Regions from separate parts of the Danio rerio genome. Here region 1 is linked to region 2. A link is a contact called in public Micro-C data. All regions are on one chromosome and are shown on one strand. The core of a region is the stretch at or near the end of the contact, and the rest is flanking DNA. Distances in the headings are between cores, read along the strand shown.

Region 1 (3,665 bases), core at 75-2,574, 150 kb before region 2:
TCTGTGACTTTTCTGATTTTTCTAAGTTTAAACGTTTTTAAAACAGCATGTTTGTAATAAAGAAAGTAAAATCGCTATTTAATTCTTAACAGCTATAATCACCACCACATGGTGTCAGTAAATCACAGCTTCATCAGAGTCTTTCTCTATCACTGACGGCTGTTTATCTGACACAATGTATAATGAAAAGCAGACATGCAGGGGGGAATTGTTTGCGGGGAGAAGCTGCTCATTTGCATTTAAAGCCATAGGCTACAAAAACAGCTTTAATGTATTCAAAAGCCAAAAATGGGCAGATACTAGCATCTATAATGAAAAATCTGATGGGTATTTTCAGCTGAAAGTTTACAGACACGTTCTGGACACACCAAAGGCTTATCTTGAAAAATGGCCAACTAAATGCATGTATTTTCCCAGAGATAGGTTGCGGCTGAAAGGGCATCCGCTGTGTAAAAAAACTTGCTGGATAAATTGGCGGTTCATTCCGCTGTGGCGACCCCAGATTAATAAAGGGACTAAGCCGACAAGAAAATGAATGAATGAATGAATAAATGCATTTTTTTATCATTACACTAGATGGCGCTGCTTAACAACAAATGGTGAGATAAGACATGCCTGTTTTTCACTGGAATTCTGGCATGACTCAGAACTTTTTTCATAGAAAAGTCAGTAACAGACCCAGAAGAAAAATCTGAATGAAAGCTGTTTTTAATAAAAATGACTGTGGGCTGTTTTTTTCTCTGGCAGCGGTGAGTTTTACAGAGAGTAAAAGGGTTCAGATCATGCATATATCACATGTCAAGTGAATCTGGATGGTTTTGGAAGAATAAATTTTTACATAAAGAGCCAGAACACATTGTTTGTTTGTTTTTCTTCTTCTACTTTTTCCACACAAACACTCACAGAGCTGCAGTATGAGGCAAGATGAAAGAAGAAAGAAAAAAAACCTTTCTTAGAAAAGGACACAATTCTGTTATTCTGCTTTTGAGAGAAAGATGATGATCTCTGCTTTTAAACTGCTACATAAATGGCTCTGTGATGACTGTCAATAATCATGGGTAATGAACAGGATTAGGGTTATTTTCTCTACTTCCAATTGTCCCTCAATTGCCATTATTGCATTCCGAGCCAAAATCCCTGCTGGAATTATCTGGAAAACAGAGCAGGAAGATTACGACGGGCTATAAAGAGAATGAAAATGTGTCAAAGGGAAGTGCTGTCAGAAAGAAAAAAAGCAGGAAGCGGGTGGAAAATCTCTCTCTGATTTCAGCCTCTGCTTCTGTGAACTACTGCACACAGAGACACATAGAGCCGCATGCTTTTCTCATGAGCTGTTTTCCTGGAGGCAGGAGAGCCTGTAGCCTCAGGCCATCTGTATAATACATGAGCTGCTAAAACACACACACATTTACATTTACGCTCACATTCACATTGCACAAACACACATACACACATTCCTTCACTCATACATAACAAATGAGCTGAGCGTTTGCTGTTGGAACCAAAGAGGTTTATAACACCTTACTGATGCTTTAGTATTGCTATTCATTGCGTGTTGTTTGGACGGTTTATGAGCCCTAAAAAATCAAGTTCAGGGTCACGCTATTGATCACTCTTCTTGGCAATTCCAACTGTTGTAGTTCTGGCATCAATACTGGCATTCAGATCAAATTGAAACACAAGATATACAGTAGGGCAGAGCCTCTCATTCACAGACATTTTTGCTCATTGCCGGAGGTTGAAAATGCTGCAGTGTTGATGATCAAAGACGTCATTCAACGTGAAATGAAAACAAGAGTGCTTCTCTATCGCCTTAATCGCAGCAATGCTTCTTTCATCCAGCCTCATTAAAAGTAAACTCTGATTCTGAGTTTGCGCCTGCTGTATCCTGGTGCATATCCATTTTAGTATAGTCAAATTTTAAAAACACAATTCATTTATGATTTAGAAAATATACATATTTCAGGTTATGAATTAAAGTAATAATCAATATACAGTAGTAATTGTCATAAATATCATCATCTATTCAACCTTTTTCCAATATCAAAACTATACAGTTGAAGTTAGAATTATTTACCCCTTTTGATTTTTGTTTCTTTTTTAAATATTTCCCAAATAATGTTTAACAGAGCAAGGAAATTTTCACAGTATGTCTGATAATATTTTTTTCTCCTGGAGAAAGTCTTATTTGTTTTATTTTAGGTAGAATATAAGCAGTTTTAAATTTTTTAAAAAACCATTTTAAGGTCAAAATTATTAGCCCCTTTAAGCTTTATTTTTTTTCCTACAGAACAAACCATCCTTATACAATAACTTGCCTAATTAACCTAACCTTAATATTTAACCTAGTTAAGCCTTTAAATATCACTTTAAGCTGTAACGAAGTGTCTTGAAAAATATATCAAAGATTATTTACTGTAATCATGGCAAATATAAAACAGGTCAGTTATTACAAATTAGTTATTAAAACTATTATGTTTAGAAATCTGTTGAAAAAAATCTTCTCTCCGTTAAACAGAAATTGGGGAAAAAATAATCAGGGGGGCTAATAATTCTGACTTCAAGTGTATTTGAAAATTTATTTTAAAAAATTCAAACAAAATTATTATTATTTTTGTATTATTAAATGTATTAAATATTTTTGTTAGGGACACTCATAAATTTATTTAATTTATTAAGCCCTGTATAAATCTAAAATTTAATTCATAATTGAATTAATTAATTGTCTTAATTTTTCAGTTTTAAATATATATATTATTCTTACCGGTAATTTAATTGCACAATTATTTATTATAATGTATTACAATTATTAATTTTGTCATCATTATTTAATGTAATAGAACAGGGTTTTTTTACTTCTAAAATTGTTCTGCTGAAAATGTAATTGGCAGTTGATTCCACAGTGGCAACCCCTGATAAAGAATGGAATCAAGCAAAGCAGAGTGAGTAAGCCAGTGAGTGATGATGTAATTTGTTAATTAAAATTATTATATTTATAAATATTATATGAGGGATGAAGAGAATTTAGAATATTATATATAAAAATAATCTACTTCTTGATAAAACGTAGAGCCTCAGCAATGTCTGAGTTTCTAATAGTCAGAACTACAGGTAGTTGCATCAAAACAGAAGCAGCTGTGTGTGCATGTGTATGTGTATGTGTGAATGCACTGTATTTATAAGATCACTAAATCTTCCTGTCCTGACCAGCAGCATGTTACTATGGCAACAGGCACTTGGTTCATTCTCGCTACAGAGCTGCTTCACTTGTAGGGTGAACGCAGGTAAATCAGGCCACGTTTCACCATTCATCTCAATTTCAATTTCATAGAGCCACTAGCAGCATCAGCAGATCCTCAAATTCCCTTCAGTTTCTGCATTTGAAAAATGAAAAGTGCCGATTTGTTTATTAAACGTGCACTCTGTGTTTTGTAGCACTTGAAGGACAACTAAATCATTTATGAGCATTCAAATGCACTGTGCAAAACCATGAACATTCCTTCATTTGAGCATAGGCTTTTAAAATTACCATTCTTGTTTAAGGTTTCACTTACTTTTAAATATATATAAATATATAACATACTCTGTAATAAATGATAATGAGGTCTAATCATTCTTTTGACTAAATTCACTGATTGTTTATAGTTTAAAAGTTAAAAAAAAAA
Region 2 (4,118 bases), core at 608-3,107:
GGGTTAACAGTGTATGTTTTCTCTATTATATTTATGGCAGATTAAAATTTAATTTTAAACTTCATCGAAACTTGAAATTTGATGCATGGTCATGGTGAATGTGACATTTTAAGCAGTAATAATGACAATTTTTTTCATCTAAAACCATTTTAAACTCATTAATATAATACATTAAAAACGTTTCTAAACTACCAATTTAATTTACGTTTTAATGTACAAAAAAAGTACATTTTTACATTTTTTTTACTTGCACTACAAGAGACCTTGCACACTTTTCAAACTTAATTCACAGCATGCAAATATTAGAATCAAAGATTGATAAAAGCATCAAAATCAGCTACAGTTGATGACGAAATATTACACTACTTACTTTTCCATATTTAGTGATTTAATGTGCTGACAGTTTATGATCCTAAACTTTTTATTTTGTTATTTTATTTTTGGAGATGTATGTGTGTACCTACTGTGTGAAAAAATAACATACAAGCAATTCCAGCGTAATGGATGTGACATTTGTAGTAAAAACTCAACTCATAAATTCACAGAGAGCGTAAATGTTAACATTATATTGAAACATGTTTATATTTTCCAAAACAACAAAACACAATTCATGGGATCAGTAAAATATCAATCTGCAAACATTTTTATATTGGAAATGAGGAAAATAAACATGCGTTGTGGATGTGACCAAAAAGTATGCAAGTTTACAGTGTTCAAAATACTTTGCAGAAATTCTGTGAATTAAACTCCACAACCCAACTGAAACAACGTGAATCAACAGGATAGAAGTGGATAAGAGTGGGAACTCTATAAAACCAAAAATAGTGATTCTATTTTACTTGACATTTTTGCATTTATGAGGAAAAAGCTTGGTTATGGATGTGACGTCTCTCCGCTGCGTATGTGACTTTGGTAAATTAAATATAATTGTTTGAAAACACTGACAGAGACATTTTTGAGTATTTTTACAGTATAAGCCTACGGATACAACGTAGAAAGGTTTCACTATTTTGGTAATAAGTTATTTTTTTCATAGGAAGGTTGACATTTGTATGAAACTGCTCAAACTTTAAATATTTGTAAGATGTGTATATTTAGCATTAATAATTAAACTCTGCCACTTTTCTGCAAAACTCAAATCTGACGCCAATTGTATAACGTCTTCATGTGAACATTCTCACGAGTCTCCTATTCTGCATATGGGACAATAACTCTATTCATAGATGCTCACTCACGTCTGTCCCATCAAAACAAACATCATGTTTATTCTGCACTTGTCTAAATATTCAAAATGATGTCAACATTATGCACGTTATAAAATAGAAGAAACTCTTTATTCTTTGCTCACCCATCCTTCAAAAGACTCCTCTCTGCTGTTGGTCTTCATCAGATCGTCAAACTGGATAGTACAGTTGGCCACAAAGTCATCGTAACCGATCGGTGCGTCATGAAAAACGGCGAGCTCCACTTGCTTACCGTTGTTTACGTTAACGGAGAACTCCTCGTTATAAGTGGGCATGTTGGTTTTCAGCTTGGTGTGCGTCTGTCCGATCTTATACTCGTCCACTTTCACGACTATGTAGGGGTCTAGTGTTTGGGTCGCCTTGTTGAACATCACGGCGTGGCGCATGGAGGTGGTCGTGGGCTTCAGGTCCACCGCTTCACCGATACGCAACTTCAGATATCCGTTAAACTTCATGATGCCTTCTGAGCAAAATACACGTCTGAAAGACTTAAACGCTGGACGCTGTATTACTCACACGGGGACATGGGGAACCGTAAATGGGCAAACGCACGGCAGTTAGAAGCGTCTGCATCTGAAACGCGCTGCTGAAAACACCTGCTTTGCGGAAGAACTGAAGTGAGAGGGCAGAAAGGGGAAGTGAAGGAGTTTTTCTGTCGCCTGAACGCCTGAATGAACGCGTCTTCCTCGATAAATGCAGGAACAACAATGTTTCTCGCTCTGTCATTAAACCTTCCTGTTATATCCGTAATGTGAGATAACAGTAGATGGACTTTGCTGAGTACTTTTCTCGACTCTCCCACAGCCCGTCCAAGTGGACTTAAATTCAGACAGGGCACTTTTGATGGGTCAGTTTGAGATGGACCGATAGTAAAAAATGTCCAAATGCGTTTCTTTATAGAAACAAAGACAAGAGCGCACCATCTTTGATGTACCTGCTGCACGTGAAAATGGGTTGGAAAAACAAAACACACCTGATTTATTTTGAGTAGGGAAACAGCGTCATCTGTTGGCAGACATTTGAGTGCGCCTATTGTTTCGTTAATTTTATTAAATAAAATTAAAATTGATGAATGCAATTTTGCTAAGACAGTTTTGTAAATTAAGTATGCATAAAATATGGGGTTAAAAAATTATATATATATATATATATATATACACACACAGTTGAAGTCAGAATTATTAGCCCCCCTGAATTTTTAGACCGCTTAATTGCCCCCCCCCCCCCCCCCCCAATTTCTGTTTAACGGAGAGCAAATTTTTTGAACACATTTCTAAACATAATAGTTTTAATAACTCATCTCTAATAACGAATTTATTTTATCTTTGCCATGATGACTGTAAATAATATTTTACTAGATATTTTTGCCATGATGACAGTAAATAATATTTTACTAGATATTTTTCAAGACACTTCTATACAGCTTAAAGTGACATTTAAAGGCTTAACTGGGTTAATTAAGTTACCTAGGCAGGTAAGGGTAAATAGGCAAGTTATTGTATAAAAGTGGTTTGTTCTGTAGATTATCGACAAAAAATATAGGTTAAAGGGGCTAATATTTTTGCCCCTAAAATTGTTTAAAAAATTAAAAACTGCTTTTATTATAGCCGAAATAAAACAATTAAGACTTTCTCCAGAAGAAAAAATATTATCAGACATACTGTGAAAATTTCCTTGCTCTGTTAAACATCATTTAGAAAATATTTTAAAAAGAAGAAAAAAATTTGAAGGGGGCTAATAATTCTGACTTTAACTATATATATATATATATATATATATATATATATATATATATATATATATATATATATATATATATATATATATATATACTGTATAGGACTGTTTAAATTATATCTAATACTAATAGTATATACGTCGTTGATAAAAAAAAATGCCATTTATATAACAATTAAAATTAGGCAAAAACAATAAAACAAATAGGCCTACACAAATGTATACGATGTTCTTTATAAGTAGTACATTAAAGGCGATTTTCTCACTGCTTGAAAAACACCCGTAATACGTGTATACGGAAAAAATCTGTTAAAATATACAGTCATTTTACTGTTATTTTACAGATTTTTTTTTTACAGTGTGGGCTTATTTAGATTTTAGTTTTTTAACTCTCGTATTCTAGATTTTCAAATAGTTAACTCGACCAAATAATGTCCTATCCTAACAGAATATACAAAAATATAAGTCTTGTTTGTTTAGCTTTCGGGTGATGTATAAATTACAATAGAAAATGTACTTTTAAATGTTTGTAGACCAGAGACACGTAGGCCTAAAATTACAGCTGGTTACTTTAAAACGGCGAACGTACATTATTATCTATCGTCTAGGCTACATCCGCTACTTTATTTCCAATATTGTCAAAAATGGAGTTTCTGCTGGTTTGGTGATGATGATGCAGTGATGCTGAGTTGGTGATTCGGGTGTAGTATGATTACCGGCCAGCAGGAGACGCTCCAGCTTAACATTCCCACAGCTTCAATTCTTCATCCATCAGACCCATGTGCAGTTTTTTATGGAGTCGCCTTCTGACCTTGTTGCTCTCACCTTCTCTTGAGTGTTGTGTTGTATGAAACAGTGTTAAACGTGTATTCTGCGTTGGATCAGCATTGAATTAATGGTCTTGTGGTTTAGTCTCCTCTCGGGTCTTCATTACAGGACTGGCCTCTTCACCTGCAGCTCGGTCTGGGAGTTGAAACTCAGGCCATCGAGGAGAGAAGAGCACAACTGTTCTACCTACTGAACTTTGACTGAAATCAGGCAGTGTGTGAGCTAGTGTCTGTTGTTCACAACTCATTTCTGCATGTGTGCATTGAAATAGGTAGCACAATCACTTTTCAGCAAGAAGGTGGTTGGTTC

The links. A called contact is a pair of places that touch in the nucleus more often than the background predicts.
Region 1: a contact with region 2 is called in a Micro-C map of caudal fin, with 13 times the contacts expected there. The contact joins the enhancer-like site here to the promoter of prkcha in region 2. A contact is called at or near these places in 1 of 18 Hi-C or Micro-C datasets (caudal fin) and 1 of 4 datasets of contacts at active chromatin or transcription factors (caudal fin).

Annotation. Positions count from the first base shown.
Region 1 is chr13:35,268,145-35,271,809 of GRCz12tu, reverse strand. All of the region lies in intron 3 of syt14a (synaptotagmin XIVa), which reads left to right. Among named protein-coding and RNA genes, the nearest start is that of sertad4, 33 kb to the right of the region's middle. Within about 2 kb of position 1,324, at least 18 of the 62 cell types and tissues checked have an H3K27ac peak or open chromatin away from gene starts, as enhancers often do. A contact at or near this core is called in caudal fin, where this site is marked.
Region 2 is chr13:35,122,026-35,126,143 of GRCz12tu, reverse strand. It overlaps prkcha (protein kinase C, eta, a), which reads right to left and starts at 1,857. Exons shown (of 14, transcript NM_001123056.1): 1 at 1,349-1,857. The coding sequence starts at 1,699.